Regions from separate parts of the Rattus norvegicus genome. Here region 1 is linked to region 2. A link is a contact called in public Hi-C data. All regions are on one chromosome and are shown on one strand. The core of a region is the stretch at or near the end of the contact, and the rest is flanking DNA. Distances in the headings are between cores, read along the strand shown.

Region 1 (4,469 bases), core at 309-2,808, 53 kb before region 2:
TGAAGAGGGACCGAGAGGTGGGCAGACGTGCGCCCCGGTGCGGTGATGTGAGGCACTGCAGCGTGGCTGTCGGTCCGTGGGAGCGGTGGGAAGCCTGGGCCTCTCTGGCTCCCAGCGCTGACCGACCTGCCTAGGCTCGCTAGGCTTTGATGGCTGCCCCCCTCCCCCACATAGACCTGTTTTTTGGCCAGCGCCGGGATGTGTTTTATGATCGCCCTCGGATTCCCTGTAGCAGGGAGAGGGCTGCTCTCAAACACATATTCCAGCAAGGTTCCTGTTTTAAACCAGGTTCCTCTGTTGCATGTATTGGGGGTAGGGCTTCGCCCAGGGTACGGTTTCTATCAGGGTCAGTGTTTCTATCTCTAGAAGGGTGGCCCCTCCCTGGGGTAGGCATCAGACTGAATTCCTACGTTTCTGTAAACTCACAGTGAGCACCGAGCAGGCAATCAGCAAGAGTTTGTTAACCGGGCACAGTGGCACACTTTCTGCTCCCAAGTGTCTTCTGAAGCAGGTTTCTCTTGTCACCAATCTGGTGAAGAACCAGGGGCCCAGAGGACCAACTTCCCAGGATTACTCAGCTTGTGAGGAACAGGAACAAGGGTGCTAGACACTGACAATTCCCTGAGCTAGAGGGACTTTAAATAACTAGCTACAGGGCAGAGACCACCCTGACAGACAAGCCCAGCCCACCACAGAGCACCAGAGCAATGAAGGAAGCAACAGCGGGCCTCTGCCTGGAGCCTGAGGCTATCGGCTGCAGGGACAACTGCTAATGTGGCAGCTTCTGTGGCTGGCAGGATTTAGGTACTGCCCCCCTCAACCCCTGATTCCCAGAGTGCCCTAAGGAAGATCTTCTTGACCCTTGTCAGGGTAAAAAAATATAGCATCCATGACACACTGAACAAGGTGGTGAACTGCCCTCAGCCAGCAAGAAGGGTAAGACCACATTTAGGCCTGAGCATAGGTCTGTCTTGACCATGTGTACATTCATGACCGTGCTGTGGTCATGTGCGCAGTATGTGACCCACGGGACTCTGCTCTCTGGAGGTAGGACTTATATCCTCTAACCTCTGGCTAAGAATTCTGGTCTCCCACAGAAATCGTCAACCATACTGGTTCCCCACTTCCTAACCTTGCCCATTTCCCTAAGTCCCTATTACCACCCAGACTTGCAACTCCTTTCTCTGCTCCAGCTCTCCCTCAACCCAGCCCACAGCCCCACTTTCTATGCCATTCTTAGGAGCACAGATGCCAGGACCCTAGGATCCAGATTGCTGCCTCACAGGTTGAGCTGGCCAGTGCCAGGTATGATGCAGCAGAGTGGGCTGCCTGCCGTACCATGGCCACATCTCAGACCCCTTACCCATCACAGAGGTGTACAGACAATGGACAAGCCCTGCCAAATGTCCCAGGACTGAGAGCAGGTGGGGCAGGGAGACCATTGACACCTGAGCTCCAAGAGCTCCGTCTCCTTGGGCCAGCTCTAGCATGTTACAAGGAGAGGTCCCACCCTGCTTCTGGGCAGGATCCCAGCACAGGAGGCCACCCCACCCCCAGTGGCCTGAATCACTCAGCCAGTGGCTGCTTGATTCATCCAGCTCATTCTTGGCTCGGGCTGTTCCTCTTCAGGATGAAGGAAGAAAACAAGGGCTGGTGTGGGGCCAGCTCTCCTGAAAACAGTTAGAGCACATGATCAGAGTCACAGATACATAAGGCCACACCCAACTTCTTTCTCCAACAATTTCCTGGCTGTCCTCCTTGGAGAAGCATGCACAAGGGAGAGAAAGGGAAGGTGTTCAGGCCCAGGTCTCTCAGGAGACTCCTATAAGAGCTGGGTGGGTGACAAAGGGACTCAAAAGAGACACACACAACTGTCACCCACCCCTGGCCAAGTCTGGAAATAGAGGATTGAGGTAGCATCCAGTTCCATGGCCCTAACTCATGTCTCCCAGGCCAGTGGGATCCCTACAGCCCGTGGTCTCCTCTTTAAGAATAGAAGGGTGGGGCTGGAGAGATGGCTCAGTGGTTAAGAGCACTGACTGCTCTTCCAGAGGTCCTGAGTTCAAATCCCAGCAACCACATGGTGGCTTGCAACCATCTATAAATAAAATAAATAAATCTTTAAAAAGAATAGAAGGGTGACAGATCATTCCAAGTCACGCCAGGGGCCACAGATCCAGTTCTCTTGTTTGCAGAGCAGGCTTGCTAAAAAATATAATAAAAACCAGATGTGGCCAATCGACTTTCTTTCGCCCCACCTAAGATGATATGTAACTCTCTCCACCCTAAGAACCATTATCAGCTCGGGGTCCAAACTCTGCTTCCAGTAAAACACAGTAGGTTCCCTTCTAACTATGTGACATGGGAAAGAGGTCCTCTTTCCAGCGATGGCCAGCCTTTCTTTGACTGGTTTTCCATGCTAGACCTTGGGATAAGCATCTGTCCCCTTGACTAGCACAACCTGCTGGTACATCCCATTTCACAGGTGAAGAAACTGAGGCCTTGTGGGGGTAATGTAAGGCTTCTAGTAAGTGCAACTAGAAGGTGGGCAGTAGCTGAGCTTGCGTCATTGCTTCTCATAGTAGGGGCTGCTGCCTAAAGCACCTCCCAGACCTTTCAGTGAACCAAGATGTAGTTCCCATTTTCACCACAGGGTGTCGCCACACCACCGCTCAACCAGCCTCCCAGGGCAGGCTCAGTCAACTCCTCTCTGCCCTGGGTCTGGTTCCTGCTACTACTCTAACCTGTGTCCTGCCTGCTTTGTCAGGCTCTGACTCCCGGCAAAGAATGATGACAGCTGGGTGGCCCGGAACAGGAGTCTTGCTTCCCATATAGGCCCCTAGTCTAAAGCCCCTAGGTGGCTTCCTCTCCGACCTTCCTCAATCCCACCATCTTTGTGTTCTATTGAAAGCCTCTGGCAGCATCAAAGTTCCTAAGATCCATGGACAAGGAGCCTAAAGAGCAAGGTGAAGTGCTTCACTACTGAAATGTCAGCTCTAGGACAGGGGAGGCAAGAAGAATGCCATTGGTTTGGGGCTACATAGTTAGTTCAGGATCAGCCTGGGCTACAGAGCAAGATCCTAAGCCAAAACATAGAGGGGGAAAAATAATAGTAAAGAAGAGGAGCATGGGGCATAGAAAGAAGAAAGGAAAGGAAAAAGAAAGAGAAGAAGCAACTATGTATGATAGTTCAGACCTATAATCCCGGTACATGGGAGGCTGAGGCAGGTGGATTGCTGAGTTCGAGGCCAGCCGTAACTACATAGGGAGACCCTGTTTCATAAAAATACGAAAGGAAAAACAAACAGCAGAGAAAGAAAGAGCTTAAAGCCGAGGTGCAGACCTGTAATTCCAAATGTGGGAGGTAGAGACAAGAGCAGCAAGAGATGGAGATCGATCTAGGCTACATGAGACCTAGGAGGGGTTGGGAAAGGAAGAAGAAAGGAAAGAGCTTGAGGAGATGCTGGGTCCTCTGTGAGTCTTTGTCAGCTTGGAGACAAGCTCAGGCCTTGCTCCCGGACCCCTGTCAGTCTGGTATAGTGACTGCCGGTTTCTCATTCTTGACACCTCCATGTTCTTGAACGCCCCTCTGTGATGGTCATCAGAGGAGGTATAATGAGAGATTCTGAGAGCCTGTGTAAGTGGGAAGCATTCTCGAAGTTCTTTGTTCCAGTAGAAATGTTGATGGCCAAGGCAGGGACTCCCAAGTTTGGCTGATTTCCAAAGCCACGCAGAATTCAGCAGCGGCCACATAATCACAGCCATTCTCCCGGAAAGCCACACTTGACGTTGGGATGGCTTGCTTGGTGTGACCTAGTCCAGGATGCTAGAAGAGAAGAAAGAGTCAGGGATTCCGCAGTTGAGGAGATGGGAAGCCAGGATAGGTGAAGGCTGGCTACTAACAGATCAGGATTGGAGCAGGAGGCCATGGAAGCCTGTCTTCGATTCGGCTCCGGAGGCCATGCGGAGAAGACCTGACTGGAGAGATTGGCTGGTTGTATGGAGCCATCTTAGAGGAGAGAGAGGTGCTTCCTACAGTGCCTCTGCAAGGGCCACAGTAGGACACCCTTTCCTTAGCAATCTGACCAGCCCCATCAGCCCTAGCCATCGCCCTGCCTCCTTGCCTGCAGTACAGGATCCACTCCACCACCAAAGCCACCTCAGAGGATGTACTATCACCCCAAGGAGAGAAGCCTCTATTCTCTCTCCCTCTCCCCCTCCTGCTCCCCCTTTCTCCTTCTCCATCCCCCCTCACCCCCAGGAGCCATGTCAGGATAACAGAAACAAGCTTAGGACTAGCCAACCCACATCTGGCCATCAAATCACAAGCAGCCAGCCAGTTGAACATGGTATGTCCCTCCTGGTCACCAACCTAACTGCAGCATCTGGGACAGACATTAAATTGTGTTCTTTATGATGAAGGTGTGGTGATCCTCCTAACTACACACTTCCCACAAGCCCAAGATCAC
Region 2 (4,107 bases), core at 672-3,171:
AAAGCCTCACATTGTTTTTCTGGGGCAGTCGGGATGGTGGTGACCTTTGGGATTTGGCTGACAGAGCACGAGGGGCTGTTAGGAGGTCTGGGGACTGGCTGTGAGGGCTACTGGTACTGGCTAATAGTCATACTAACCCTATAACAAGAAGCCTCTGTCCAGGCCTGGATGAGGTCTGTGTATGCAGTGGGGGGATGCATTAAGTCTCCTGTAGCATCCTGCCTCTGGGTTGAGCGCATCTACTCCTACTCCTGGGAAAGTAAGGCAGAGCTACAGAGGGGCTCCTGACCGCTGAACAGCCTGGCTAGGGAACGCTCTAACTCCCCAGTCCCCAGCCCCACCCTAATGAAGCTGGGCCCTGTCTAGTCATGAAGCAGTCCCAGCCAGGAGCGGAGGAATAAATATTTAGATTGGCCCGGCCTGGGCCCCAGAGTCACGCGGTCTGGTGATGAGGAGACTGAGATGACAGCATATTCCCAAGAGACTGTGAGCCCCAACTGTCCAGTAGCAAGGGGGCTGGGGCTAGCAGAGTGGGGGTAGCTGCTGCTTGTGGAGGCCCTGGAGCAGCGAGTGGCCAGTGGCTTCTGGCCTGGGCTGTGCCACACATACATGCATGTAGACACACACACACACAAACACACACACACACACACACACACACACACACACACACACACACACACACACACCGTGGAAAGGCAGCTCTGCTCCCTGGGTCCCCTCAGTTTTCATCTGCTCTGTAATGGAAAGTGATAGCAGCAGTCTGAGACTAAGCACCTAGCTGCCTGATGCCCCAGGAAGCTTCTAGAATGTGTACCACAGCGGGGCATCCTGAGAGCACTGAAAGCTAGGAGCTGGGATCTGGGAGCCTGGGATGTGTGGCTGAAGGGCCTTCGTGAGGAGAGCGGTGAGGCCGTGGGTGAGAGGGTGTATGAGCCAGAGCCTGCTGCGTGTGAAAGTGGAGCAGGAGAATCACAGAGGGAGGGGGACACAGGAGACCAAGGAAATGAGGCTGAAGTGTGGGATTGACTCTTCATCGTGGAGAAGCTGAGGAAGAGAACTCAGCTGCCGTGGTGTGTTTGAGTGTGTGTGCATGTGTTTGTGTGAGTATGCGTGTGTGTAATGGGAGCCTTTCTGTGAGGAGAAGAGACTGAGGAACGGCAGATCTGTGTGAAAGATGGCAGCCTGTGGCCTGAGGGCAGGGAAAGCCAGGCTAAGTCTGGGTGCATCAGCCCAGGCTTGATTTGATTTGAGAATAAAGAAGGAGCCCGATAGCAGTGGCCCAAGCCATGCAGTGTGTTACCGTCTTCCCTGACCCAGTCTGAAAGGCAGCTATGGGAAGCCATGGTGCTCCAGCCTTGACCCATCACGGGTCAGGCCTCCCTCCGCCAGCAGGAAACGCTCTGTGGGCCTCTCCGGGAAAGTGGCCTGGAGGGCCCACACAGGGTGTCTCCTGTCATGGGTGTTTTTCCAGCACAGCTGCCTGCCATCATTTCCTTGTTCCTGTGGAACCTCCTCCTCGAAGCTGAACCCAAGAAACCCCCACTGTGGGAAACGAAGTGGGTCTCAAAAGGTGGACCGGTTTGGGGAAGGCGCAGAGAGAGGAGTGGAATATCCATCCCTCAGAGTGACACAGAGTCCTGACCCGAGAGCTGGGAGGTCTGAGTCTCTACTGCTGGCCTTACTGCTGTGCGACTAGTAAAGCCCCTTGCCTCTGTTTCCCCTCTGGAACACGAAATAGTAGATGTTGGGCTAATAGACCTGCAGGAGTGCAGCCCCTCATCCCCTCCCCATAGATATGGCTAAGAAGATAAGGCTGGGAGGGAGAATCCATTCACTCAGCCAGTGAGTGTAGAACTTCTGCCCTGTGCTAGCTCCTGGCTACCACATAAACAGGCTGGAGCCTCTGACCCCAGAGGGCCTGGATGAGTCACTGCAGTGCAAGGACAGTGATTGGCTTTTGAGTCAGGGAATACTCTCCGGGGCACAGTCAAGTGTCAAGCCGACTTCATACCGGCCCTAGGCTTGACCCACCAGTGACTTCCAGTGACCTTTAAGTCAGTTAAGCCCAGACTCTTTAGCTGGTCCCTAGATCCTAAATCCTGCCCTCTTTGGTATCCGACTCTTTAGCCACCTCCCACCTACCCCCCAGACTCCACCCCAATTCCCTCTCCATCTCACCGGGCCTAGTGCACGCCCCGCTTCTCGCTGTTCTCAAACCCCCTTCATACTCTTCTTGCTCAGTGGTCTGTGCATGGTTAGATGTTTCTGGAGAGACCCCCTCCATCTTCTAGTGGGCAGGGGTGCGTTGCCCTGAGATGTGCTCCTGGGAGGGAAGGTAAATGCGGCAGGCAGGGCACTGGGAAGGTGGCTGTGTAGAGCTGGAGGTCCTAGCACAGGACCATGTCAGAACCGGTGATGCCTGCAAGCTGAGGCCTAAGAGGACGGACAGATGGGGCGGGGCATCCCCACAGAGTAAGGGGCTTGCAGGAAGGACCAGGGAGTGACCCAGCACTGCTCGCTCTGGAAACTGTGTTTCAGTACATAAGTAGCACGGGATGCCAGCCCGTGCTTTATAGTAAAGAGTGTGATAATTCTTAGAGGGCATTAAATGCTCAGGGGACAGTAAAATGGGGTGGGGCTGTGGTGGCAGGACTTAAAACCACACTCCAGGCTGGAAAGACCTGCATTCTTTACACTGACTCAGTGCCCTCACTGCGGGGAGCCTTCCCATCCTCCACACACACACCCCCACCCCGCCCATCCTCACAAGGACAGCTATTCCCTTATCCATCCTTCACCTCCACGGCTGTCAGCATAAACTTGAACTCCAGGCCTTTCACCCTGGCTCTGAAACTGATTGTGTGAAGTCAGCCTTCTTTACCTCAGGAGTCCTTTAATGACAGGGCCTTTGGACCCGGCCATTCCTTCATGGCCTTGCCTCTGGGATTGTCCTCAGGGCTCTCCCGATGATGCGTGCCAGCCTCACAGGGGTCATCGGACCTGCCTGGGCCCCCAGTCCATCTATAGAAGAGTCTTTACCACTTCTCAGGCCCGGAGTAGATGGCATTGGAAACAAGGGGTTGCAGTGTCAGGAGAAACTGAGTCCTAGCGTGTGTTCTGAGCTTGGCCAGGTCTCATTGCTCGAAGCAGTCTCTCAAGGCAGTACTGTTACTGGCCTTGTTGGCAAGTATGGAAACTGAGACTCGAGACTTCACATAGATTCACTGGAGGTTACACATGGTTACTGGCCAGAAGCAGCAAGGCCAGCATCCGATGCAGGGAGTCCTGGTTCTTAGCATTATATCTTAGCTATATGTTCAAGCCTACATGTACCTCAGTTACACACAGGACTTCAGCAACCCTCCCTGACCCTGCCTGGCCTCTTCTTGCTGTATACCCCAGTGTTTCCTTACAGACTGAAGGTCCCTGGAGAAAGGACCTTATGGAAGACTCCCAGTTTGGGAGTTCCAGCCCAGACCCTAAGCCTCTCTCTTGCCCAGTTGTGCCATCTGTCTTGGGCTTTTGACAACATCTGGGTGAGTCATCCTAGGGGACTCCAGGCAAAGAAAGGTCTAGAAGCCAGGTTTCCATCTGGCCTGGATTCAATCAGATCTTAACATCTGGGCAGATGTTCTCAAAGCAGGGGAGCTCTTTCACACTGTCCTAGGTGTTCTGGAGCCTTGCTAGTGGGTCAAGCAGGGAGGCTACAGTCAGAATATGATGCCCACTCCTTTCCTGGAGCCAGGAAATGGCATGCAGCTTTGGGGGAAAACAGGACCAGGAAGATCAGAGAACCCGGGTATAAAGGGGTTTCTCCCAGGGCGGTCAGAGGACAGGAGGTATTTCTGCCTGCTGTTTTATTGTTCCAAGCTATGCACAGAGTGATAGTAGGAACTGCCATGTTCCTAGGCAATCAACCAAGGATTTAGGTATGGTGGCCAAGTGAGTGTGACAGGAAGGGACCCAGGTTCTAGTCCTATGACACTCACTGGTTCTGTGGGCCTGAGCTTCAGTCCATCCATTCATTTATTCCCCCCTCTCAGCCTTGCCGCCTTCCTTCTCCCTCCTTCCATTTGGCCTTCGAAACAAAAATGTCTCTTTCAA

Evidence for each region. Hi-C and Micro-C count contacts between places; a contact is called where the count stands out from the background.
Region 1: a contact with region 2 is called in a Hi-C map of Schwann cells, with 3 times the contacts expected there. The contact joins two enhancer-like sites. A contact is called at or near these places in 9 of 12 Hi-C or Micro-C datasets (the A7r5 cell line, the Rat2 cell line, Schwann cells and 5 more) and 1 of 1 datasets of contacts at active chromatin or transcription factors (oligodendrocytes).

What each region holds. Positions count from the first base shown.
Region 1 is chr8:52,550,665-52,555,133 of GRCr8, reverse strand. No RefSeq gene overlaps it. Among named protein-coding and RNA genes, the nearest start is that of Trim29, 26 kb to the left of the region's middle. Within about 2 kb of position 1,558, at least 15 of the 93 cell types and tissues checked have an H3K27ac peak or open chromatin away from gene starts, as enhancers often do. A contact at or near this core is called in the A7r5 cell line and Schwann cells, where this site is marked.
Region 2 is chr8:52,498,080-52,502,186 of GRCr8, reverse strand. The region is part of intron 1 of Oaf (out at first homolog); the gene reads left to right. Among named protein-coding and RNA genes, the nearest start is that of Oaf, 9.2 kb to the left of the region's middle. Within about 2 kb of position 1,921, at least 37 of the 93 cell types and tissues checked have an H3K27ac peak or open chromatin away from gene starts, as enhancers often do. A contact at or near this core is called in the A7r5 cell line and Schwann cells, where this site is marked.